Linked DNA regions of Mus musculus: regions 2, 3, 4, 5 and 6 are each linked to region 1. Evidence: chromatin contacts called from public HiCAR-type, HiChIP or PLAC-seq and promoter capture Hi-C data. All regions are on one chromosome and are shown on one strand. The core of a region is the stretch at or near the end of the contact, and the rest is flanking DNA. Distances in the headings are between cores, read along the strand shown. Region 1 holds the start of Sspn (sarcospan). Region 2 overlaps Itpr2 (inositol 1,4,5-triphosphate receptor 2). Region 3 overlaps Itpr2 (inositol 1,4,5-triphosphate receptor 2). Region 4 overlaps Itpr2 (inositol 1,4,5-triphosphate receptor 2). Region 5 overlaps Itpr2 (inositol 1,4,5-triphosphate receptor 2). Region 6 overlaps Itpr2 (inositol 1,4,5-triphosphate receptor 2).

Region 1 (3,661 bases), core at 603-3,102:
ACTGGTGTACAGAAAAAAATGTAAGGCAAATGCTGAGTCTCCTTAAGTGCCTCTGTAGGTACACAGCAGACAATAATTAGCTTAGATTCTGAGGGAACAGCAGGAAGTTAGATTCAGAGATCCCAACCTAAGATTGGGCATCCTTTATTATCTCCCTTAACATCTTGGCTACATAATTTCCTTTTGAATAAAGTTTCCAAATGTTAAAATAACCATAGAAGAAAGTCTAAACTCCCCATGGAACTGGGACTTTTTTTTTTTTTTTTTTGGTTTTTCAAGACAGGGTTTCTCTGTGTAGCCCTGGCTATCCTGGAACTCACTTTGTAAACCAGACTGGCCTCAAACTCAGAAATCCGCCTGCCTCTGCCTCTCGAGTGCTGGGATTAAAGGCGTGAGCCACCACTCCCCACTGGGACTATTTCTTAGTAGCTGCACACTGTACTTTGTCCTAAATGGTACTGCACGAAGGTATACAAAACCTTACCCATTTAAAGTTTGAGAATAGGTTGAGATCGTTTCGGCCCCAAGACCTCTAATCATTCGCTTTACCGGATAAAACTGCGTACGTCGGGAAAAGAGCGAGAGCGCCAGCTATCCTGAGGGAAACTTCGGAGGGAACCAGCTACTAGATGGTTCGATTAGTCTTTCGCCCCTATACCCAGGTCGGACGACCGATTTGCACGTCAGGACCGCTACGGACCTCCACCAGAGTTTCCTCTGGCTTCGCCCTGCCCAGGCATAGTTCACCATCTTTCGGGAAATAACCAGGTTTACCCATCTCTTCTGAGCCTCCTGGAGAGCACCAGATCTATAGCTGCCTGTCCTAGCACATTGCAAGTGCTAAAAGTAGCCCTTAAAGGTTGCCTGGGTGCAACTGTCCATCTCTATCCAGCATGCCAACACCCCCTGGACATTTAGCAAGTGTGAAGACTCACTGGGAGCCTCATAGACACTATTATTTAAACACAGGGTGGTGCACACTTGTGATCCCAGCACTTGGGAGGTGGAGACAGGAGGATTAAAAAGTCAAGGTCTTCTGTGGATACACGGCAAGTCTGAACCCAGCCTGGGCTGCATGGGACAGTCGCAAGATATAAATGAGAACAAAGGGCTTTTAAAGACAAACAAGCATGCGAGGTGTCATGATTAGCCCAGCCTCTCTACAAACAGTTATTTCATTGTTGAGTTTTAATTAATTATTATTGTGTGCAGCCATGTGTATGGTCTGAGAGTCACACGTGTGGAGGTCAAGGGTTCATCTCTGAGGAGTCATAGATAGCTTCCACTGTGGATCCTGGAAATCAAAATGAGGTCAGCAGGTTTTCCCAGCTCAGTCACCTCACTGGCCAGGAACAATTATTTTGAATGCGAGTACCTCAATAAGAAAAGAAGTTTTTTATTTTTCTTTTCTGGTTTTTTGTTTGTTTTTCTCTTTCCTTCCTTCCTTCTTCCTTCCTCCCTCCCCCCTCCCTCCCTCCTTGCTCCTTTCTCTCACCCTCCCTCCTTTCCTCCAGTGCTCCCTCTCTTTCTCCCTCCCTTTCTTCCTTGTCGGTTGGATTACATTAAAAAAAAAAAAAAAAAAAAAAGCTCAATTTAACTTTTGTCAATGACTCCACAGCTTTTATTTAGTGCAGCCGAGCCCATTTTGGATTCAGTGATCTATTAATTAAACACAAGCGGTTTAAGCATTCATCACCTTGTCTTGTACTTCCTGGAAACAAAAAAGTAAAGCAGGCTGGCATTCCCATCACACAGGCCCTGGGCGCCAGGTCCCTGTGCGTTGGCAGTTGGCGACCCCCCTCGGGTCCCCCTCCTGCCAGTGTTTTCCACTTTTGCTCAGCCCAGTCTCAGCAGACTGGGCAGGCCCAGCAGCAAGGCCCAGGCGCAGGCACCACCGAGGGAACATGGGGCGCAAGCCGAGCCCCAGGGCTCAGGAGCTGCCTGAGGAGGAGGCGCGGACCTGCTGTGGCTGCCGCTTCCCGCTGCTGCTGGCACTGCTGCAGCTGGCGTTGGGCATCGCGGTGACCGTGCTGGGCTTCCTCATGGCGAGCATCAGCCCCTCCCTGCTAGTCAGAGATACTCCGTTCTGGGCTGGGATCATTGTAAGCATCAAGTCTGTTCGGCCTAAGCACCAGCGGGCATGCGAGCCGCATGGTGGAGTGGAGACTAACCCAGCTGCATGCGCCCCCACCCTGGCTGCACCCCTAACTGCTTGGAGATTGACTTTGGGCACACTTGGGCTCCCCAGAGGAAGGCTGGGAGCAGGATTCTGGCTTTCGCCTGCCTGAGGCTTCTTGCTCCTCCCAGGGCTCTGACTCAGTCTACAGGGGAGGCCCCGTGGACATCTCGCATAGCCTCAAAGATAACTGCAGGCCCACCCTGTGTGGCTTGGTCCTTGTCTCATTCCCCAGGCCCCACGTGCGTCTGCATAAGTAGCACTGAATGAAGTTCATCCTGGGAAAAGCAGGGTAGGAAAACCTTAAGTTGGAGTTGCCACACTGGCTTTGTTAAACTACAGTTCCCTTGTAAGAGTCATGAATCACTTTCCTAAGGCAGGGCTGGAGACGACTGCAAGCACAGGCTTAATCCACACAGTGTAAGGTGGGCTGAAGCTTTGCTGGCTCCAGTGGAGTTCATTTGGGGTTGTACTAATGCCAGATGCACAGTACTCTGTTGGTGTGTGAGTTCTTGAAAGTAAAATAGATACGGCGTACGGAATACCTACTGTATGCCGGCTCTGCCAGAGATCTCCCCTGTGTTTGTAACTTCACATCTTATGGGACAGTCCTCAAGTTAGAGAAACCAGGCTGGCCCCGCCCAAGGTCATGAGCTGGGAAAGCAAAGGCAGGACTGGCTTCTCTGTAGCCGAATTCTGGCTATGCTAATACTTACCTTATTATCTAAAGCCAATGCTAAATTCTCAGGCTGTCTCGTTTGACCCATGCAACGGTGGGGATTGTTATTCCACTCTGGACACGGGGAAGCCCATTAAGATACCTGACGTCCTCAAGCCCAGAAGGTAAACGTGGCAGAGTCAGGAGAAATGAACATGGCCCCTTGGCCTTCCAGCTCCCCTCTATCCTTACTGTTGCTGACCACACACACACACACACACACACACACACACACAACCCAACATAATTTTGTATGGGACAGAACCTGAAGACACCTGATGCATATTCATAGGTGCAGATATTTTTAAATTAAGATTATTCAAACTCACAAATCTTTGCAGAGTAATTTAAAATGTTTAATTTGTGTACTGAGAATTCCCTTGAAATTATCGTGATTGGAGTTTTCTAAGTCAAATGATTTTAAAAATAACCTCTCATTTAGACATACTGGATATTTTGGTCGCCTCGATGGCTGTCAACATACTCCGGGGAAAATATCTGTCCTTGAAGGCCAGGCAAAAGGAAGGAACAAGGAATGAGGGCTGGTTTTGAAAACCAGCTTTTATTTCACTTCAGAAAGGCCAGTTCCAAAGAAATGAGTTAGATAGGGGGACAAACTGTGTTCTAATGTTTACGGCATGGCACAAAAATCCCAAAGCTTCAAGAGTCAAAAGCTCTGGCGAAATTCCTGATGGCTTTCTGGGCGTGGCACGAAGAGCTCTTTCTCTTGTTCCTTCTTTATGCTAGGGTTAAGTTGAAGTGCACCC
Region 2 (3,752 bases), core at 461-2,960, 260 kb after region 1:
CTCTGGCCATGTGACCCTGCCCCTCCCCGCCCCCCATGTCTCACACTCACTTCTGATCTTCTTTTGCCATTTCATCTCGTTGTAGAGATCTTCCGTTTGCTGGAAGAAGTCGTTCACCTTGCTTCCTTGCTCATCCCTCTCCGTTGTGTTGAACACTCGGTACTTGGATTCCCGAGTGAGGAATTCACAGATGTTGGGGACCGGGAAAACAATCTGCTCCATAGTCCGGTCATGCCGCACAATCTGGAAATGATCGGCGTTCGGTTTCAGACTTTTGCACACCTCAGTCTCAGACTCAGTTTTTAACTTCCTTTTTCTTAATTAATAAATTTTGTTCTTGGACAATTTCATGCACACATATAATATGTTTTGGTTTCTCCCCACCCCCAGTTATCCATCTCCTGCTCCAGGTGCCTTCTTCTTCCTTACAAATCTCTTTCCCATTTTCATGGAGATTTTAACTAGAGCCCTCAGTGTGACTTAGGGTTTGGAACTATCTGGAAGCACCCGGTGGCCCATGCTCCTGGCACATGTAAGAAAGCTGACTAAGCACAGAGGCAGCACACCCACCGTGTTCTTCCATTGCTCCTAGCTCAGGTTCCTGCCTGAATGTCTCCCAATGACATACTACGATATATAGAGCTGTAAGCCAAATACGTCCTTTCCTTCCCAGGGTGCTTTTGGCAAGAGTGTTTTATAATCACAGCAGAAGACATGAAGCTAGGACAATGAGCTTATGAGTGATAGTTTATGTATCCAATCATGAAAAATGAGCCAGTGGGGTGACCCTGAACTCCAACTTAAGAATCTGTGCCCAGTTCTTCCTGACAGGGGCTTCTGGGTACCAAGTGAAATCCTTAGCACTGGGTGTCTTCAGTTCTCTGTACACAGAGGTTTTTGTTTGTTTGTTTGTTTGTTTGTTTTTTATCACTGAAGTGTTCTGCCTCCAGCCTGCTGTTCTGAATGAGAAATGTTCCCCATGGGCTTATGTATTTGAACATTTGGTCTCCAGTTAGTGGCGCAGTTTGGGGGAGGTTGTGGGACCTTTAGGAAGTAGAGCCATGCTGAGGCTTTGAGGGCTTATAGCCTTACTCTCTCCCCTACCCTCCTGCATACACATAAAACATGGCCCCTGCCCCCAGGCTCCACGCCTTGCCTTCCCTGCCTCTGGACTCTCTTTCTGGAACCTTAGTCAACATAAACTCTCTCTTCTCTAACTCGGTTTTAATCCTGGAATGGGAGTAATAGCTGGGTGCTAGGAACCGAAAACAGGCATCTGTAACCACAGCCAGTGCTCTTAAACTCCTCTGCTCTGCCATCTCTTAACCTGCTCTGCCATCTCTGCAGCCCCTTTATGTGCTAATTTAAAAAAATAATTAAAATATCAATTACATAAATTACTGAGGCATATTTGATACAGTAGGCAACCACATGAAAAGAATTTTAAAAGGTTTGCTTGATCTAACAGTGTCAAGTAATTTTTTTTTTTTTTTGATTCTTAGGGCTTACTAAAGAAATAAAGCTGTGATTAGATAAGCGAAAATATTCAGTCCTTGCATAAAATGACATATTTAATTCTGGTTGTCACGTTTCACAAAGGGCAATGACAAACCAGAGAAACCAAAGGAGGAAATGCTTTACCCAAAAGGAAGCCAAATATGGTTAACGTTCCCCTAGGTGATTCAACAGATGCTTATTCAGTTATTAGCTGAGGAGCCCTGGGGAACTGAAAAGTAAAAAAACCAACGGGATCCCCAATATAGACAGGAGCAAACTGAGAAGCATGGCGGCTCTTGAAATGTTAGAGGCAAAGGCTGGGGGGTGGGGTGTCTCAGTGGTTAAAGCTCATGCCATGCAAAATAAATGGTAGGGTCAGAGTTCAGAGCCCCACAAACCCACAAGTGCTGGGTGGGTGTGCCAGCCTTCCAGTAACCCCAGTGTTGGAAGGCAAAGTCAGGGGTTCGTCAGTGCAAGCTGGTTAGCAAGACTGGCCATCTTACCAGGCTGTCGGCTCAGCTGAGAGGTCCTGCCTCAGTGAGAAAGGCAGAAGAATGAAGAGGATGGAGGATGAGTCTCAATACCAACCTTGGGCCTCTTGCTACACATGAATGTGACCACACACACACACACACACACACACACACACACACACTAAGCTACCACCCCGAGGGGAGCAAACACGGGGAATGGTGGACAATTGCAATGGTCTAGTGCGATTCACAGATACAGAGAATCTTTCCAATGACCAGTTGCTTAAAACCACACACGATTTCTTCAGAGGCAGCAAGGCGCATGAGAGAATCTGAAAATAAGATTCAGATCCTGGGGGCCTCCTTCTTGGATGGTGATTTGGCCTAAGCACCTCCCCACTTCTCAGGGCTACTAAACTGACCGCCACAAGCTACCGTTCTTGATAATACCCATTTCTGCAATTGACTCAGCCAGGCAAATCTGACACTGAGCTGCGGCACTGTTGATGTTTATACATATGAGCAGGGGTCTACTTCTGACATGAAGTGATAAAGCTTAGTAATGCTCAAAGATTTGGTAGAAATAAACAATAAGACATAGAAATTACCCATTAGAGGCAAAAGTGCCCATGACACATTCTGCCGAAAACTAAAAAACCATCTACCAGAATGAATGAAGTTATGGCCGTAAATCAGGAGTGACAGGCATTGCCACTCTGCTCACTTCTGCCTGATTAGTTCTGCCAGAAAGCATCACAATGATACCCCAGCTAGAAGTGACAGCCTGATGAGTCCCCTGGCACACCTCCTGATCTGCTATAGGACATTAGATAATGTCTCATTTATGGAGCAGGGAGAGGACAGCTGTCAGACAATAAATGTGTAAACAGCAAACTTTTGAGTGCATGATACCAATATGAAACTTTTATTAGTGCTTCTATGTTTCCTATACTTTCATAAACTTTTCTTTTGCTTTTTTCAAAGCAAGGTCTCACTATGTACCTGGCCTGTAACTTCCTAAACCAGACTGTCCTGGAACTTACAGAGATCTGCCTGACTCTGTCTCCTAAGAGCTATGCCACTTATGTGCCACTATGCCTGTCTTCAAAAACTCTGTTAGGTCACAGATTCATATCTTAAGAAGCCTCTGTAGAGGAATTTTAATCTAGAAACATAGCTGCTCTTGCAAGTGATCACATCTGAAGACTCAGACCTGTGTGATCTGGCTGGAACACAGGCACATCCTTAGCATACACTTTAAGGTAAAATTAATTTGTAGAAGGAAGCAGCTGTATTTGAAAGTGACATATAATTGAGGGGTAGACAAAGTGATGGATCAGAGACAGATTTAACAGAATGAGACAGAGATGAGATAGGCCCAACTCTCAGGAGAACAGCCCAGGAGAGAGAAGCTATTTAAGAGCAGCTCAGAGAGAGAGTCTGCCAGTACAGTGAGTGCAGTGCAGTGCAGTGAGGGCAGTGCAGTGAATGCAGTGCGGTGGAGTTGAGTTCCTCCATGAGTCCAAGCAGTTCAGTGCAGTTCAGTGCAGTCAGCAGAGGCAGCAGAAGCCAGAGAATAAGAAGCACCCAGAAGATTAGAACACATTGCCAGAGTTAGTTTGAGGCCAAGCAGAGCAAAACATTGAGAAGCTGAGAGAAGCCAGATTGAATCATTCAGCTTGAAGAGGAGCTTGAGCCAGAGCAGCTGAGTTAAACCAGCCAGGCAGAGCTCAGAAAGAGCTAGAAAGGGTGAGCTTATTCAGCAGGAAGCCTCTAAGACAA
Region 3 (3,642 bases), core at 1,126-3,625, 410 kb after region 1:
CTCCCCATCTCTGCCTTCTGATGCTGGAATTACAGCCCCCCCACCCCCATAGGTTCTAAACATCCAAAGTCCTGGCATCCAAACTCCTGTGCGGCAAAGATGTTAACGGCCGAGCCATCTCTACAGCCCATCCTCATTATCTGGTACACCTGAGCAAACAGAACCTCATTCCCTTCCCAAACAGAACTTAGCTTTAACAAAAAAAATAAAAGTAATTAACCAATTAATTAATTAATTGACCTTCTGAAACACCTAATGGAATCAAAATAACAACGGTCACGGTTGTCATGCATGCCAACAGTAACCGGGACGGGAGGTTTGGCAACTCTCACACACTGTTGGAAGAAAAGACTTGATCTGCAGAAAATGACTGGTGTGAGCCAGGACACAGCACATGGGATGCTTGGCTCCTAAGTGCATCCCTGAAGCACCTCTTGAATGGGCTCAAGAGGAAGAAGCTGCCCAAGCTGCCACAGTAATGCTGCTTTTAATAGCAAAGTTCTTAAAATATCAGTCCATGACCAGCTCACTAAAACGCCATGTCTGACAATGCACCAATGCAGATTAGAGCTCTGGTGAATTAATTATTGCCATATTCAACAAGGATGGGAGACAGCAGACCCAGAAGAGCCTGGGGGAGGTATTTCCCCTGTATTTCTTGTGTTTTATTAATACATACTACACATAGGAGAGAACTATTAAGCTAGGAAGTTAACAAACTTGTGGGATTTTATTCGGGGTACAGAAAGACCACAAGGCTTTCACAACTGTAGGGTTCTATTTCTTAAGATACACACTGTTCAAATTTGATCCTTACTGCTATGATAAAATGTTCTGACCACATGCAGCGTAAGTGGTAATGGGTTTATGCAGGCCACAATCCAGGCCACAGGGCATCATGGAGGGAACCGTGGAAGAATGCTGCCTGCTGGCTCCTTTCACAGGCACATCCTGAGCTGGCTTCCTTTTATAGCCCAGGACCACCTGCCCAGGAATCCTGTCACCCACACTGGGCTATGTCCCCTACATCAATGAACAATCAAGACGGTTTCCCATAGACATGTCCATAGGCCAGCCCGATGGGGCAGTCCCTCAGTCAGGGTTCCTTCTTGCCAGATGACTCTAGCTTGTGTCAAGTAGGAAACAAATACAAAGACAGTGGGCTAGCTTAGTACACTGGCTTAGTGGTAAAATGTGTCCAGGCTTTGGACAGGCACTAGCAAGAACTCCTAGGATAGCTTCCCTCATCTCTAAGCAGGAGACTCAGAAACACCTGTTCATTCTAGGTGGTGCTGTGCACAGATAATGACACTGGAATGCTGTTGCTAGGATACGAGCAGGAGATGGAGCAGCTCAGAAGTAAGCCCACTGGTCCATGATGACAAAACCAAAGCAAGTGAGGGGCTGGAGGTTTGGCTCAACAGTTAAGAGCATTTGTTGCTCTTAGGATCTGAGTTCAGTTCCCAGCGCCCACATTGGGTAGCTCACAACTGCCTGTGACCCCAGCTGTGGGGGCTCCAACGCCCTCTTCTGGACTCCACAAGCACCCATACACATAAATTAAACCAAATCTTAAAAGAAATAATAAAATAAAGTTGGAGTCTCGTTGCTTGATTTCCTAGTATCTAATCTTAGCTTCTTGCTCGCTTCGTCAGTTGTTGAATGCACACTGAAGCCATGCTAACTGACTGTCTCACTTTACTTTCTGTTCCTGTGACAAATGTCATGACTAAAAGTAACTTGGGGAGGAAAGGATTCCTTTAATCTTATATGTCACAGTCCATCATGAAAGGAGGCCAAGGCAGAAACTAAAGACAGGAGCTTAGAGACAGGAAGTGAAGCCAGAGCCATGGAGGAACGCTGCTGACTGACCCTCTTTCATGCCTTAGCTTGCTTTTTTCAGAGAACACAGGACCTGCCCAGAGGCAGCACTGCCCACAGTGAGCTAGCCAACCCCGACATTAGTCTCTGATCAAGGGATGTCTCTACAGACTTTCCTACAAACCGATCTGATGAAGGTATCTTTTCAGTTGAGGCTCCCTATTCCCAAATGACCCAAGCTTGTGTCAAAGTGACAAGAAACCCGCATGCTAACACACTCCATCAGAGGTTTGCTCAATGACCCCTTACAGTGCACTGTGTGCCCATTTTCCGGGTGGTAAACACAAATCTTAGAAAGTCAAAGCAAGCTACACACATGCTAAGCAGTAGATCCTGTGGTGTCTGATTCCAACCCCTTATGCCACCCTACCCCCCACTACTGATTGCCTCTGCATCGTCTTCTCTGTGTTGGTTGTTAACTCAGGCCTAGCCTCCCTTTCACATCCCCTTAGCTTTGTCTGCAGCTGCCAGCTCCCCTGCAGTGAAGAATTCTAAATCCAATTCAGCCTGAGCCAGCCCAGTGCATTGAGCTCAAGGCAGCCAAGGTGCCAGGAGGAAGCTAGCAGGCAGCTCCCTGGAACTTCAGGGAGCCAAAAAGGAAATTCCAGCAGACAGGAATGTCTCTTAAGAGCGTCATATTCACTGTCGCATCCCAGGCCTTCAAAAAGTGGGTCAGCAGAGGCGGACAAAGCCACAGACGCGTTGAGAAAGCAGCCTCCTCATGCATGAATGGAGTCTCCCTACAGAGCTATGATCATTTGACCCCAAAGCCAACAATCCAGGGCAACCTCTCCCAATTCTAGGTTTTCTGAATATTTAACTCTTTCGTATCAAGCCACACCCTAAGCAACCTACCTACAACGATTTCCATTCCTTGAACCAATACATCTGGAACTCGGTGAATAAATGCCAGCTCCCCCCATTTCAGATTGGAAAACTGATTTTTTTTTACACCGCAAGCTGTACGGTTTTGCCTTGAGAATGTCTGCAATTACTCCTCACGCCCCTCTTCTTTCTCACGGGCAAAGCACCTGAGATGCTTCCTGCAGAATAGCAAGCACTCACCACTCTGCAGCAGAAGAGCCCTCCCTTTCCCATCATGCCTCAGTGAGTGAAGGCCAGGGATTTACAGCCTTCCTGGTACATCTCATCTGAGTTATTGTGAGACATCTTGTCTTTCTGTAGCACAGTGAACTATGCCGAGGGCCGTTGGACGCCTGCGTTGAGCTCAGATCAGCAGGCCTGGCATGAGGTTCCTGTACCTGCTGAGCCGTCTCACCGGCCCAGCCAAAGACCTCTCCTCACATAAGCCAAGATTGCATGAGAAGCAACAGTATATTTCCTAGGGCACACATAAAATGTGATTTCTTTTTTTCAGAAGGAAAGGGTATTACAATTTGTAAAAGCATAGTGACTTATTTTTGTGTCAGAAAGTGCAATCTTAAGGAGCCTGGATCTTATCATCCAACTGTTGGCTGAGTCCCAGAGTTTGCAGCCTGGGGGAGCCCTTGGATTTCCAAGCTCTCGTTTATTGGTTAAAAGGTAGCCCTATTGCCATCCCCAAAGTCTGTTTGGCATTTAAAAGGAGAATCCACGTATAAAAACATCTGACTTTCATGCCATGGACATGCAGAGCACTGAATAAATGCCAACATTTTTTTTTTGTCTTTAGAAATGAGTTAGAGAAGAATTTATGTCTCCACTCCATGGCCCTAGCTCATTATAAAACAAAGTTTTATGGATCAGAAAGTCTACATTCCA
Region 4 (4,013 bases), core at 810-3,309, 450 kb after region 1:
AAACTCTTCTGCAGTGTATGGCTTTAAAGCTACATATTGATTTACATACTTTTACCACCAGAGTCACACTTCCAAGATGTTGATAAATAATTAAATGAAATTAGAGGTACTCTTGAGTTCTCTAAATAATAATAAACCCAGACACAACATTAAAGGCCTGGGTTAGCACTAAATCACACACGAACTCTTTATTAGAATATAAAGGGAAAAAAGATAAAATACAAAGCTTTCTGCCTACATTTTAAACCCTTGTTCTATAAACCATCAGAAAGCTGCTTAGAGTAGTTACCCTGGACCATCTCTTCTCGACCTGTGGGTCACGGGCCGTTTGGGGGTCTAGTGACTCTTTCACAGGCATTGCCTAAGTTCATCAGAAAACACACATATTAACATTACCACTCACAACAGTAGGCAAGGTAGAAATGGGGGCCAATGCTCAGCTGGACTTCTCTTTTCATTTAGTTCTGGGCCCACCACATGGGGCAGAGCTGCCCACACTCAGGGTCTTCCATCTTCAGGTAAGACCTAGAAACACCCCGGCAGACCTGCTGGGAGATGAGTCTCCTCCGTGATTCCACCCAGTTCAAGCTGAGAGAGAAGACCGTCTTCACGCTGCTTCTTGCTGAATGTGAAGCAGTCTTGGTTTTTTTGTCTTTGTTTTTGTTTTGTTTTGTTTTGTTTTGTTTTTGAGACAGGGTTTCTCTGTGTAGTCCTGGCTGTCCAGGAACTCACTTTGTAGACCATGCTGGCCTCGAACTCAGAAATCTGCCTGCCTCTGCCTCCCAAGTACTGAGATTAAAGGTGTGTGGCACCATGCCCTGACTGCTCCACACACATATACAGTATACTATGGTCATATCCACACACATATACAGTATACTGTGGCCATATCTGCCCTCCATTACCCTCTCTTTATGACTCTCACTCCTGAAAGATCCCACTTCTTCCCCCCAGTTAGTCCTATCTTTTTGTGTGTGCAAGCCTTATGCGGGTAGCCACATCTGCTATGTGTTCATGAACGCAACACCATGCCATACCCAGAAGATAGATATGCACATCCCACCATCGAGTCTAAGTCCTAAGAAAGAACACCTGTTTAACTCCACAGTTCTTATAGGTGGTTCTATGAGCTGCCACATACAACCCATCCTTGCAAAGTCCAGTTTCTTCCTCCTCCAGTGTGCACTTTAACAGCCACCAAAGCCAATGCTGAGGCTCCAGACCCACCTGGTTCTTCCTGTAGTCCTGCTGCGAATGCCGCAGCACACGGTAGCAGAGACGCAGCACATACTTGTACGGGGCGTAGCGCTGGTCGCCCAGGTCCTCCAGCCTCAGCATCGAACCTTCTCCAGCCTTCTCCTTGAAAGGTGCTTTAAGGATCCCAAACACCTAGAGGAATAAAAAAAAAAATCCTCCTGTTTTGATGGACACACGCGCATGCTTTGCACCATATTTGCATTTTTTTACAGATAACACAGACTTTAAAACACCGTAGAAATGTGTGACTGGAACTAATGCAAAGGCTGCCCGCTTCCTGCTTAGTGGGGGAGGACATTAGTGGTTGCTCGTCCTGGGTGATGAACACAAACAAACCAAACCCCGCTGCTTGCAAAGTCAAGGACAAATCCACTACATCAATATCATAATGGATTTTATTTAGAAATTGTATTTTATTAAGATGGTAAATACTTAGGTATTTGTATGAACCTACACAGAAATATTCAGATCAATTAAAATATGTTTTCTATATGTTTTTAGTATTCTGTTATTTTTTTTTGGTAACTTCCCCAAATTAAAACAATATAAAGGACATGTACAATTTTTTTAACCTGAAATTTACATCAGGTAATGGTTTCCAAATGTCACTCTCGCCTTGTTATAGGCAAAAGGAAATAACTCCAAATACATATGCAACCGTGATTCTAAATACATGAAATTCTCTCTGAGCCCCTTCACCCCCTCACAGTATGCAGATAAATGGCCACAGGAATGAATGCATTAACAAGAAGCCACAAGAGAGATTCTGGAGATGTCCCCACACCCACACACCCCATCTCTCACAGGGAGCCAAATTCTTGCTAGGTCAGGGAGCATGGGAAAGAAGTATGAGGAGGTAGCCCTGACTGCGGAGAGAAGCCAGCAGGCTGAGAGCGTTCTCTGAGAAGGATCATGTGATCAAGGCCATGAGCCTCGAGACAAGAATTCAACGTGGAAAGGAACTGTCCCTTGGAGTTCATGAAATATGACCGTATGTTTCCAGGAGACTTTTATGTTCTCAAATTTCTTTTTGCAATAGGTGTAGATTATTTCAGGGATCCACAACTGGTCAAAATACAGTGACTGCTTGGCCCTGGGGTGCCCATGTCTGATTAATACAACTACACACATCCCCTATACCTAAGACACAGAAAGTCACAGAAGAGGAGGTGGAAAGATTGTAAGGCCAGAAGACTCTTGAGAGTCTGCTGTGAGACTGTGCCTTTCATGTGTGACCTATGAACTCTAAACAACACAGTTGCCTGAGCAAGATCAGTGTAAGGACAGGTCCAGTTGACATGCAAACTTGAATAAGGGAAATTCCACATGACCCCACCCTCAAGAGAAGAGCTAGAGGTGATATGGTGCCTGCTCCAGGGACCAGGTCCCACACAGGTTGTCCAATACCAAGTGGTCAACACCGGACACAAATGAGGAACACTAAGTGAACTCAGTAGGTTGTGTGTGTGTGTGTGTGTGTGTGTGTGTGTGTGTGTGTATACATATATATATATATATATATATATATATATATATATATATATATATACACATACATACATATATATATATACATACATATATATATACATATATATATATACCTATAATAATGATAGGGGAAATCATGAATTTGGAGGAGAGAGAACTTGGAAGGGGAGAGGGTGAGGCAGATGTAAGATAAATGCAGTCAGTATTTATGTATGAAGTTCTCAAAAAATAATATTATTTTTGAAAAGAAGAATTTTATGTTCCCTAGACCTTGGATTATTCTGTATTTATATTATGAAATAAAAAGTTGGGCACAGCAGTTAATGTGCTCATAACTCACTCAAGGTCCTAAAAGTCCCTGAAATCAAATGCTTTCTGGAAACAATTTACTGCTGTCAGAAAGACTTTGTCCCTGAGACCTGAGACCTTTACCTTATTTCATGAAAACACTGTTTTCAGACATTCTGTGGATCTCAGCCACACTATGTCTTCAGGTTTCCTTTCCCAACTCAGCATGGAATGCCAATTACTGTTAATTAATTAGTGCTATGATAGGTATGTCTTTAAGGCTTTTCCTTGAGGCCATATGTAGTTGATACAAAAGCTAATTATTTTAATCGTTATTTATTATATTTATATAAAAATATAATTTGATATATTAACAAAACAATAAGACATGTAACTGCAAGAATGCCCATGTACAGGTTAGTAGGAAGCTAATTAATTTACTGGTACATTGTGCACTTGAGAGTTCTGGACCAGACTCACATGCCTACCTACTGCAGACAAAAGCAGGTGGAATGGTTCCAAAGTCACCTGAAATTCCAGTCAAAAGTTTTTCCAAGGCAGATTCTACAGATACTCTGACCACACTAGCATTTGGGGATATGTGGTGGATGCCTCAAGGCTGGCCCCTTAATGGTCCCTAACTCCCAGAATTCTCTCTGACAGTGATTATAAAATTGCTTTCAGCCAATCGCACAGAACTGATGGATGTGATGGTGTCTGCTATAATGTCTTAAAGACTCCCTAGCTGAGCCTGGGTCTCTCCCCACTCTCTGGATCCCTCGCCCTTAAGGGGAATCACCTTCCTTTGGAGACCAAAGCTCATCACAGTGAGGAAGGCACAGCAGGAGCTTGAGGCAGCTTTCACTGTGTGCACAGCCAAGATCAGAACAGCAATGCTGTGCTTAGCTCTTTCTCCACTTTACAGTCCCAGATCTCCACCCAGGGGTGGGAGCTGAGGGAAGGCAACAGCCTAGAGT
Region 5 (3,862 bases), core at 942-3,441, 370 kb after region 1:
GTGTTCTGTGAACGTTTTTAACTAGCTGGAGTCACTGATGGTATCTGCCAGACCGAACCTTCTGAAAACACATACAGCTCTGTGAGAGGTGCCATGGAAAAGTGCTTAGATATACACACTGACAGGTATGGGGAGAGGCAGCAGGGAGAGGAGCATTAATTAGAAAATGTGCTTGGGTGTCAGCCCATCAGAACCAGAACAGCTGGAGCTGGAGGAGGAAGACGTGGGCGGGAGCTGCACCTGCTCTCCAGCGCAAAGTCCTCAGAATAAATCCGCACACAGGATTCATGCCTGTGTGCGTGCATGTGAGTGAGTGTGTGTGAGTGTGTGTGTGTGCGCCTGCCTGTGTGTGTCTCTGTATATGTGTGTGTGGCTGTGTGTGTGTGTAGCTATGTGTGCCTCTGTGTGTGTGTGCCTCTGTGTGTATGTGTGCCTGTGTGTGTGTGTGTGTGTGTGTGTGTGTGTGTGTGTGTCTGTGTGTGCCTCTTGTGTATGTGTGGCTGTGTGTGTTTGTGTGGCTGTGTGCACCTCTGTGTTTTCAATGTTCTTCCTATTTAAAATCTCTACTGGGTTGGGGAAATAGCTCAGACAGTGGAGCACTCACTGTGTGTGTGTAGCTGTGTGTGTGTGTGTGTGTGTGTGTGTATGTAGCTGTGTGTGCCTCTGTTTGTATGTGTGTGTGTGTGTGCCTTTGTGTGTGTGTGTGCCTGTGTGTGCCTCTGTGTGTGTGTATGTGTGTGTGTGTGTGTGTGTGTGTGCAAGGGTGCATGTGTGTGCACATGCCTGTATGGAGACCAAACGACAACTTTGCCTGTATTTACTGACCCCACCTCTCTCACTAGCCTGGAATTGGGCCAGTAAGCCCCAGGGATCCTCCTATCTCTGCCTTGACAGGACTGGAATTAGAGGCACATGGCACAATGTCAAGGCTCTTCATATGGCTGTACAGATTGAGCTCAGGTCCCCTTGTGGGTGCTCCACTGACTGAGCTATTTCCCCAACCCAGTAGAGATTTTAAATAGGAAGAACATTGAAAGCACGGATACATGCTGCCTGTGTGACACTCCAACTCTACCACATGGATGCTCCTGCAATCCTCTACCTGAACAAAGCACCTGCTTCTTACGGTCACCCAAGAACAGGAGAGGAAGGCCTGACTAGTCATCTGGAAAGATAACACTGAGTCCATGCCACACAACCTGTAAGTAAGTGTATACTAGATGTCTCGAAGTCAGACTCCCCTACCCTCCCATTCTCTTGTTCCCTCCACCTCTCCCTCCCATCTCTTCCCCTTTCTTTATCTCACTCTCTGTGACCAGGAGGAACTCACAGTCTTTATGGCCCCAGTCTGCTGAGTGCAGAGGTTGCAGACATGGGCCACCACACTTACTTCCACAGAGCTCAAGGCTTTTAACAGTAACACCAGAAAGATACGGAAAAACCAAAACTATGAAAATCCTCTGAGGATGGAACAACACCGCAGAACGACAGACGCTATTCTGAAAATGGAATTGAACTTTAAAAAGAAATCAGTTTGGGCTAACGGCTTAGTAAAACGCATGCTTCATAGGGCGAGTAGCCGAGCTCCACAGTCCAGAACAAGCCAAGCGTGACAGCGTGCACTTGAAACCCAGCACTAGGGACACAGATGGAGAACCCAGGACTCACTAACCTACTTGGAAGATCCCAGACCCATGGAGAACCTCTCTAAAAGAAGGGTTGCCCTAAACACAACTGCACACACAGGAATGTGTGCAAACACCGACACAAACTAAGAAGCCCTGTTATTATTACCTACATTATAACACATTCTATATAACATATAGTATATAATATAATGTGCAATATGTGAATATGTATTCCTTATGCTAAAAAAATAAATTATTTCAAAGAAAATGTAAGAAAACTAGCTACCAAATAGTCAAAGAGCTCACTTCTTACTATGTAACGGTTGAACTCAAATTACCGGATATGACCTTTCATAGCAAAGGAAATACTGGTGGCTCAATCATATGGAAAAGTTCTTTTCCTCACACATGGCAGAGAAAAAGTGCATTAAAACTCTAGCAATATTTTTAAGATCAACAAACTCCAAACACAATGCTAAGGAGAAAGGCGTTCTCTGGCGTTGCTGGTGTGCTAACAACATCACAGGACAGCATTCGTCATGACTCAGAAGGTCCACTCCTAGCTGTTTACTTTCTTCCTTCACGTTAGAGATGACTGCAAACATTAGATGTTTAAAAATAGAGTGAGGTTGGTTATGGTCACACAAAAGAATGCAGAACCACGGGGATGTGTGTGCATTTGTTTCCCTGCATCGAGCTGCAAATATCACAGGCTGGAAGCCTTCTGCCATGTGCTTACAGGAATGGGTGAACTGAGGAACAATGTCTAACCAGGCACATCTACAGATCCCTGTCGCCTTAACCTTCCTCAGCACCCAGCAAGCGCTTACTGCTCACAGGGAGGGAAGGGCTGAGTGAGTAGGTCTGCTGTCTTCTTACCACGTATGTATCCAGTGCATACATGATGAAGATTTTGGATGACAGACAGGCTGAGCTAATGGTACTTTGAAAATACTTTAGAAACAGGTGTTTCACACATGCAAACTACACTTGATATTTGCATTTATAAGAAATGTGTTTACCACTTCACAAATGCATCAAAAGGCTTTATAACTATATGTCTGCCCAGGCTGTGCCATGTTTTACATATATATTATTCTCTATTCCCTTAAACATTATATTCTTAAATGTCTGAGCTGTGCCAAATCTCAGTGTTGCTGTGTATTTTTAAAGAAAGCCAAAGCCAAAATGATTGTGTATCTGAGCTGTAAAGTTTCACACGGGTCCCCGCAATGGCTGAACTTCATGGGAAGCCACACTTGTAGACTGCCTGATGTCTCAGGACACCTGACCTAATCAGAAGGATGTATTGACTGGGTTCAGAAACAGGCCAGTTTCCAAGAGAGATGGAGCCAACCCTGCCATGCTGTGGATGTCTCTCTGCTTTCCCGTTATACAGAAAGGAACTTTCAAATAGCTGGCCAGCTCAGTGTCCCGCCTCTGCCCTCCTCAGCCCCTTTCTGTCTGTGAAACCCCAACCTTCACTAGGTCATAGGAAGTTATTCTGTTTTATACTGTGTGTGGAGTGGGGGGTGTGAGGTGCCTAACCCTAGAATCACACACAAGTTAATTTGATCTTTAAACACAAATCTGTTGTCATATTGCCTTTTGAAACTAGCCAAGGCAATGTCTCCCGAGTCCACAGACTATGATAAATCAATGTGCACCCATTCAATGGTTACCATCACATTGTTAGCAAGATTTAGAAACACCTAGCAGTGCTCTTGGATGTATCCATGAGGGTGTTTCCAGAGACATTTGACCAAGGAAGGAAGAACCACCCTGCCTAAGGTGGCTCTGGCCCAACAGCTGGGGTCTCCACCTGAATAAAAACGAATGAGCTAAGCACCAGCATTCATGGCTCCCTGCTTCCTGTCTGTGGGTGCAAGGGAACAACCACCTCGGGCTCCTGTGGTCACAGCTAGACACATGTCACCACACTGTTCCCACCACAGTGGACTGTGTCTGTGAAACATCAGCCAAAGACATTCAGGGAGGGCTTCCTCCTTAAGTCATTTTGTAGAAATATTTATCTCAGTGACGAGAGAGTAACAAATACATTTATTATCCTGTTTATCAGAAACAAATTTCCAGGCCCTGATGACAAAAAAGTCAAAGTCCCTGCTTTCAGAGTCTCCATTTTGAACAAGAAGCAATCAGTAAAGAAGTGAGAAACAAGAGATTTCAAATAGAAGAAATCTTATGATATGAAGATAGGTTTACAGATGATTGAA
Region 6 (3,713 bases), core at 561-3,060, 480 kb after region 1:
GGGGGGGCTTTTGGGATAGCATTGGAAATGTAATTGAAGAAAATACAAGAAAAAAAAGAAAAAAAAAGAAAAAAACTGAATTGTAAGTCAGGCATGGTGGAGAGAGAGAGAGAACTTTTGTAATAAACACTAACAGAGCATCTTTAAGGAGAAAACTTTGTGGCCTGTGCTATTTTAGGCAAGACTCCTATCCCTGGCCACCAACCCTGTGACCTCAGAAGGAAAATAAGACATAAATAAGGTCAGCTATACTACAAAGCAGAATTTGACCAGAGCTAGGAGAAAGAAATGAATAATTTGTAAATAACATAGGTCACAGGAGGGATGGAGTGATCTGTGATGAGCTAATTTATATAAGAATTATTCCTGAAGGCTGGAGAGATGGCTTAGTGGTTAAGAACATTGACTGCTCTTCCAGAGGTCCTGAGTTCAGTTCCCAGCAACCACATGGGGGCTCAAACCATCTGTAATGGGATCTGATGACCTCTTCTGGTGTGTCTGAAAACAGTGACATACATACAGTACAGTATACTCATATGCATAAAATTAAAAAAAATAATTATTCCTGGTGTTCAAGGAAACCATTAAAGGGCAGGTTGAATTTTAATCAGGAGATAAGGGAGAGAGATCACCACAAGTAAGAGAAGTAGGACTAATTTGAGTTTGCAGAACCTCTTGTGTGATGTTTCTTTAAAAATGCTTTTGAGAGTTCATTCATTTAACTTCACAATTCCCCTTCTGAGAAATGTTCTTAATCCTTAATTCTTCACAGATGAGATGTGGGCTACTGACGGGAATGTCACACAGAGCCATGTGTGACAGGTCTGAGGAATGCAAGCCACACCCCAAGAGACTGCAACATCTCCTCTCCTGCCTCCAGCAAACAGAAAGGTGTGAGCCAAAACAGAACGACTCCACAGATAGGCTCTTATGCTGAAGGAAAGATTTCCCGGGACCTCAGAGGCTTTTAAGCTAAAGGGAAGATCATGCCGCACGAAAGAGGCTGTTAAATGAATGATGTTTACATCAGTCTTATATGTTTACAGTCATCAGCATCTAAGTGTAGAAACTGCCATGGAAAGATATGCTTATCTTGATTCCCAAGTTGTGATGCCTATAACCGGGGAGGAGAGGTGTCACTGTGGGGAAATGACCCGAGTTCTAAGAATATTTCATGCATTTATAAGACCGTGAGATAGCCAAGATCAAATTCAGGGTCCACAAGGTGGAGAGAGTGGATGAGAGAATGTAGTGGTTACTGGCAATATCGACAGGTAGCCTTCATCAAAACACACAATTAAAGTGCAGTGTGCAGAAGAGAAAGTCAGGTCGCCACAAGAGTCTCGCTAACTGTACCGAGTCAGATGCAGGATGCCAGCAGTCTTACACTCACACAACAGAAGGAAACAGACTGAAATCACAGAAGCCCATGATTCACGCTCATAGTCTTGCTTTCTAGTCCTTTGGGGGTGGGGGTGAAGGTGGGGGCACAAGTGGGTTCCTGAATGCAGGTGCAGTACTTGTAGAGACCAGAAGAGGGCACCAGACCCTTTGGCAACCTGAGCGAGGAGCGCCAACCACACTGCAGGTCCCAGGGATAGCCGTCATCTGCTTAAGCAATCTCCCAGCTGAGCCATTTCCCTAGCTAGCTGCTGTTGTTTTGCTTTTGGGGTTTTGTTTTAGTTGGTGTTTGTTTCTTTTCTTTTTATTTATTTTTTTTCTAGAAAGTGTCTTCTATGTGGGCCTCAGACTCAACTTTACAGCTGCTGCTGCTGCAGACAATCCTGGCCTCCTGCCTCCTCACTCTCAGAGCATGGGACGCCAAGACTGTCCTCTTCCAGCACTTTAGTGGTTTTTTTTATTAACTGTTCCTAGGAGTATTGGAGTTAGGAAGTAGGGGTTTAGTGCCATCTAGTGGACGCTTGACCTAGTTACAAACAAATAAGCGAGCCCATTTTCTTCACTGGGGTGTGTGTGTGTGTGTGTGTGTGTGTGTGTGTGTGGTGTACATCACTCACTTCTTTTTTTAATTGACACTGTATTTCACTGGCTTAGAGCCCTCCTGATGGGCTAGGCTGGCTGGCCACAGAGCCTGTCTCCATTTACCCAATGGTAGGATTACAAGCACAGGCCCCCACGCCTGGCCCTTCTCAGGTAAGTCCCGAATGGCAAGAACCCCGTGCTTTCAAGGCAAGCAGCTTATTCACTGAGCTCTCCCCAACTCCCAAGTAAGCTACTCTAGAAGGAAATATGACAGCCAGGTGTGGCGGCACGCACTTGGAAGGTGAGGCAGGAGTATCAGGAGTTCAAAGCCAGTCTCTGAAAAATAGCAAGTTCGAGTCCAAACAAAATGAGACCCTGGCTTGCCAAGCCAAAGGCCATGTGAAATCTTTAACAAAATTATTTTACATTCTTTGCTTTGTCTTGCTTTGGAAAGAAATACCAAGTTGTTGCTTTAGTGACTGAGCTCCACAGTGTGGAAATGTCTGAAGCAGTGAATGGGGAGCAGAGATGCCCGAGTGTTGCCCTTCCCACGGGGCAGGATTGGTTCCAAGGCTGTGTTAGCCGTTCCTCAGATGACGTTGTTTTCTCTCCCACAGGCACGGTCCCGAACTTAAGGTCTCTAAGTCACAGCGTCTGCACAGTTGTACAGTCCGCATCTGCCACCTTCACCTTGACTGACTAACTCATGTGTCCCAAGGAAGTGACATTACAGAGAGACAGGTGACAAGTCTGCAATCACATAAAGTCCAAATGTCTGAATTACCCGTCCTGTAATTAAATGCTTATTTCTACATTTCAACCCTGGTTTTCTGGCCCTCTATGTTTCTGGAAAGTTAATCTGCATCTTCTAACACTGTGTGGCGAGTCTCCTCATGCTGAGGAAGGGCATCTTTTAACCTCGGCTACTCATGGTCTTGCAGAATAAAACCCACGTGTATCCTCCAGTGCTGTCCTAAGCGTTGATGCTTTCTACATTCACCATAATGTAGAGCCTGGTCTTCAGTGGCTTACAACTGTGCATGCTCGGTGTACAATCGCTTGCTGAAGCCCCACTGCGCATGCTCGGTGTACAAGCGCTTGCAGAAGCCCCACTGCGCATGCTCGGTGCACAATCGCTTGCTGAAGCCCCACAGGAAGTGCTCTGCTTGCCTTGGACTCTGTTTCTACAACAATCATAAGCTCATCGTGTTCTTCTGAATGACTTAACTTCATAGCTGAATGCTGGTTTAACGGGTTGTGCCTGGGAACTGTGATCATAACACTGTAGGGTTTCTTTCTCTTTTCTGTTCTTAGTTTAAAGTTGCCTTCTTTAAATTTACTGGTTTTAGCATGTGCACTGATGCATGATGGAAGCCATCAAACGGTAAGAGCCCGCAGCTCAGTGGTGTGTTACATGGTTCCCATGGGGACCGCAGGAACCTGAGGACAGTAACCACACCTTAACACCTGTGCCCCCAGCACCAAACCAGGTCAGCGCTTCCACATAGTAGGCATTCAGTAAGTGACCTCGAAATTTCAGATTAGTGAGGATCAAGGCTTCTTGGCCTCTGTGTTTTGGACTAGATAATTCTGTCAGGGAGGAGAAGGTAGCCCTCTGTGCTAGCCATTCTTGATGTCCAGTCCCTCTCACAACTGTGTCAATCAAACATCTGCAGATACTGTCAGAACCTCTGGCAGACTGCATCAGTACAGCAGTTCAAGGCCAGCTC

The links. Promoter capture Hi-C pulls out the DNA fragments that hold promoters and counts their contacts. HiCAR-type assays count read pairs that join an accessible place to other places. HiChIP or PLAC-seq counts read pairs in DNA pulled down with a chosen protein or histone mark.
Region 2: a promoter capture Hi-C map of the HPC-7 cell line shows a contact between it and region 1. The contact joins the enhancer-like site here to the promoter of Sspn in region 1. A contact is called at or near these places in 2 of 39 promoter capture datasets (the HPC-7 cell line and cranial neural crest), 1 of 15 datasets of contacts at CTCF or cohesin (the NIH/3T3 cell line), 1 of 115 datasets of contacts at active chromatin or transcription factors (bone marrow-derived macrophages) and 4 of 9 other capture datasets (adipose tissue, liver, macrophages and 1 more).
Region 3: a contact with region 1 is called in a HiCAR-type map of astrocytes, with 2.9 times the contacts expected there. The contact joins the enhancer-like site here to the promoter of Sspn in region 1. A contact is called at or near these places in 5 of 39 promoter capture datasets (the 3T3-L1 cell line, the C10 cell line, the HPC-7 cell line and 3 more), 1 of 484 Hi-C or Micro-C datasets (bone marrow-derived macrophages), 2 of 115 datasets of contacts at active chromatin or transcription factors (astrocytes and embryonic stem cells) and 4 of 9 other capture datasets (adipose tissue, embryonic stem cells, macrophages and 1 more).
Region 4: a promoter capture Hi-C map of cranial neural crest shows a contact between it and region 1. The contact joins the enhancer-like site here to the promoter of Sspn in region 1. A contact is called at or near these places in 4 of 39 promoter capture datasets (cranial neural crest, embryonic stem cells, hippocampal neurons and 1 more), 1 of 484 Hi-C or Micro-C datasets (bone marrow-derived macrophages) and 2 of 9 other capture datasets (adipose tissue and liver).
Region 5: a FOXA1 HiChIP or PLAC-seq map of pancreatic cancer cells shows a contact between it and region 1. The contact joins the enhancer-like site here to the promoter of Sspn in region 1. A contact is called at or near these places in 4 of 39 promoter capture datasets (the HPC-7 cell line, HPC-7-derived erythroid cells, cranial neural crest and 2 more), 1 of 484 Hi-C or Micro-C datasets (bone marrow-derived macrophages), 3 of 115 datasets of contacts at active chromatin or transcription factors (embryonic basal ganglia, embryonic midbrain and pancreatic cancer cells) and 4 of 9 other capture datasets (adipose tissue, embryonic stem cells, liver and 1 more).
Region 6: a HiCAR-type map of astrocytes shows a contact between it and region 1, with 3 times the contacts expected there. The contact joins the enhancer-like site here to the promoter of Sspn in region 1. A contact is called at or near these places in 5 of 39 promoter capture datasets (the 3T3-L1 cell line, cranial neural crest, embryonic stem cells and 2 more), 2 of 115 datasets of contacts at active chromatin or transcription factors (astrocytes and bone marrow-derived macrophages) and 1 of 9 other capture datasets (liver).

The regions. Positions count from the first base shown.
Region 1 is chr6:145,932,270-145,935,930 of GRCm38.p6, forward strand. It overlaps Sspn (sarcospan), which reads left to right and starts at 1,853. Exons shown (of 3, transcript NM_010656.3): 1 at 1,853-2,102. The coding sequence starts at 1,905.
Region 2 is chr6:146,190,406-146,194,157 of GRCm38.p6, forward strand. Itpr2 (inositol 1,4,5-triphosphate receptor 2) reads right to left here. Exons shown (of 57, transcript NM_019923.4): 47 at 51-243. Among named protein-coding and RNA genes, the nearest start is that of Gm35707, 5.1 kb to the right of the region's middle. Within about 2 kb of position 1,711, at least 9 of the 459 cell types and tissues checked have an H3K27ac peak or open chromatin away from gene starts, as enhancers often do. A contact at or near this core is called in the HPC-7 cell line, where this site is marked.
Region 3 is chr6:146,340,811-146,344,452 of GRCm38.p6, forward strand. All of the region lies in intron 26 of Itpr2 (inositol 1,4,5-triphosphate receptor 2), which reads right to left. Among named protein-coding and RNA genes, the nearest start is that of Gm35596, 120 kb to the left of the region's middle. Within about 2 kb of position 2,376, at least 43 of the 459 cell types and tissues checked have an H3K27ac peak or open chromatin away from gene starts, as enhancers often do. A contact at or near this core is called in astrocytes, where this site is marked.
Region 4 is chr6:146,381,457-146,385,469 of GRCm38.p6, forward strand. Itpr2 (inositol 1,4,5-triphosphate receptor 2) reads right to left here. Exons shown (of 57, transcript NM_019923.4): 15 at 1,228-1,389. Among named protein-coding and RNA genes, the nearest start is that of Itpr2, 120 kb to the right of the region's middle. Within about 2 kb of position 2,060, at least 1 of the 459 cell types and tissues checked has an H3K27ac peak or open chromatin away from gene starts, as enhancers often do.
Region 5 is chr6:146,302,665-146,306,526 of GRCm38.p6, forward strand. All of the region lies in intron 34 of Itpr2 (inositol 1,4,5-triphosphate receptor 2), which reads right to left. Among named protein-coding and RNA genes, the nearest start is that of Gm35596, 85 kb to the left of the region's middle. Within about 2 kb of position 2,192, at least 8 of the 459 cell types and tissues checked have an H3K27ac peak or open chromatin away from gene starts, as enhancers often do. A contact at or near this core is called in pancreatic cancer cells, where this site is marked.
Region 6 is chr6:146,408,486-146,412,198 of GRCm38.p6, forward strand. The region is part of intron 9 of Itpr2 (inositol 1,4,5-triphosphate receptor 2); the gene reads right to left. Among named protein-coding and RNA genes, the nearest start is that of Itpr2, 92 kb to the right of the region's middle. Within about 2 kb of position 1,811, at least 171 of the 459 cell types and tissues checked have an H3K27ac peak or open chromatin away from gene starts, as enhancers often do. A contact at or near this core is called in astrocytes, bone marrow-derived macrophages, hematopoietic stem and progenitor cells and 1 more, where this site is marked.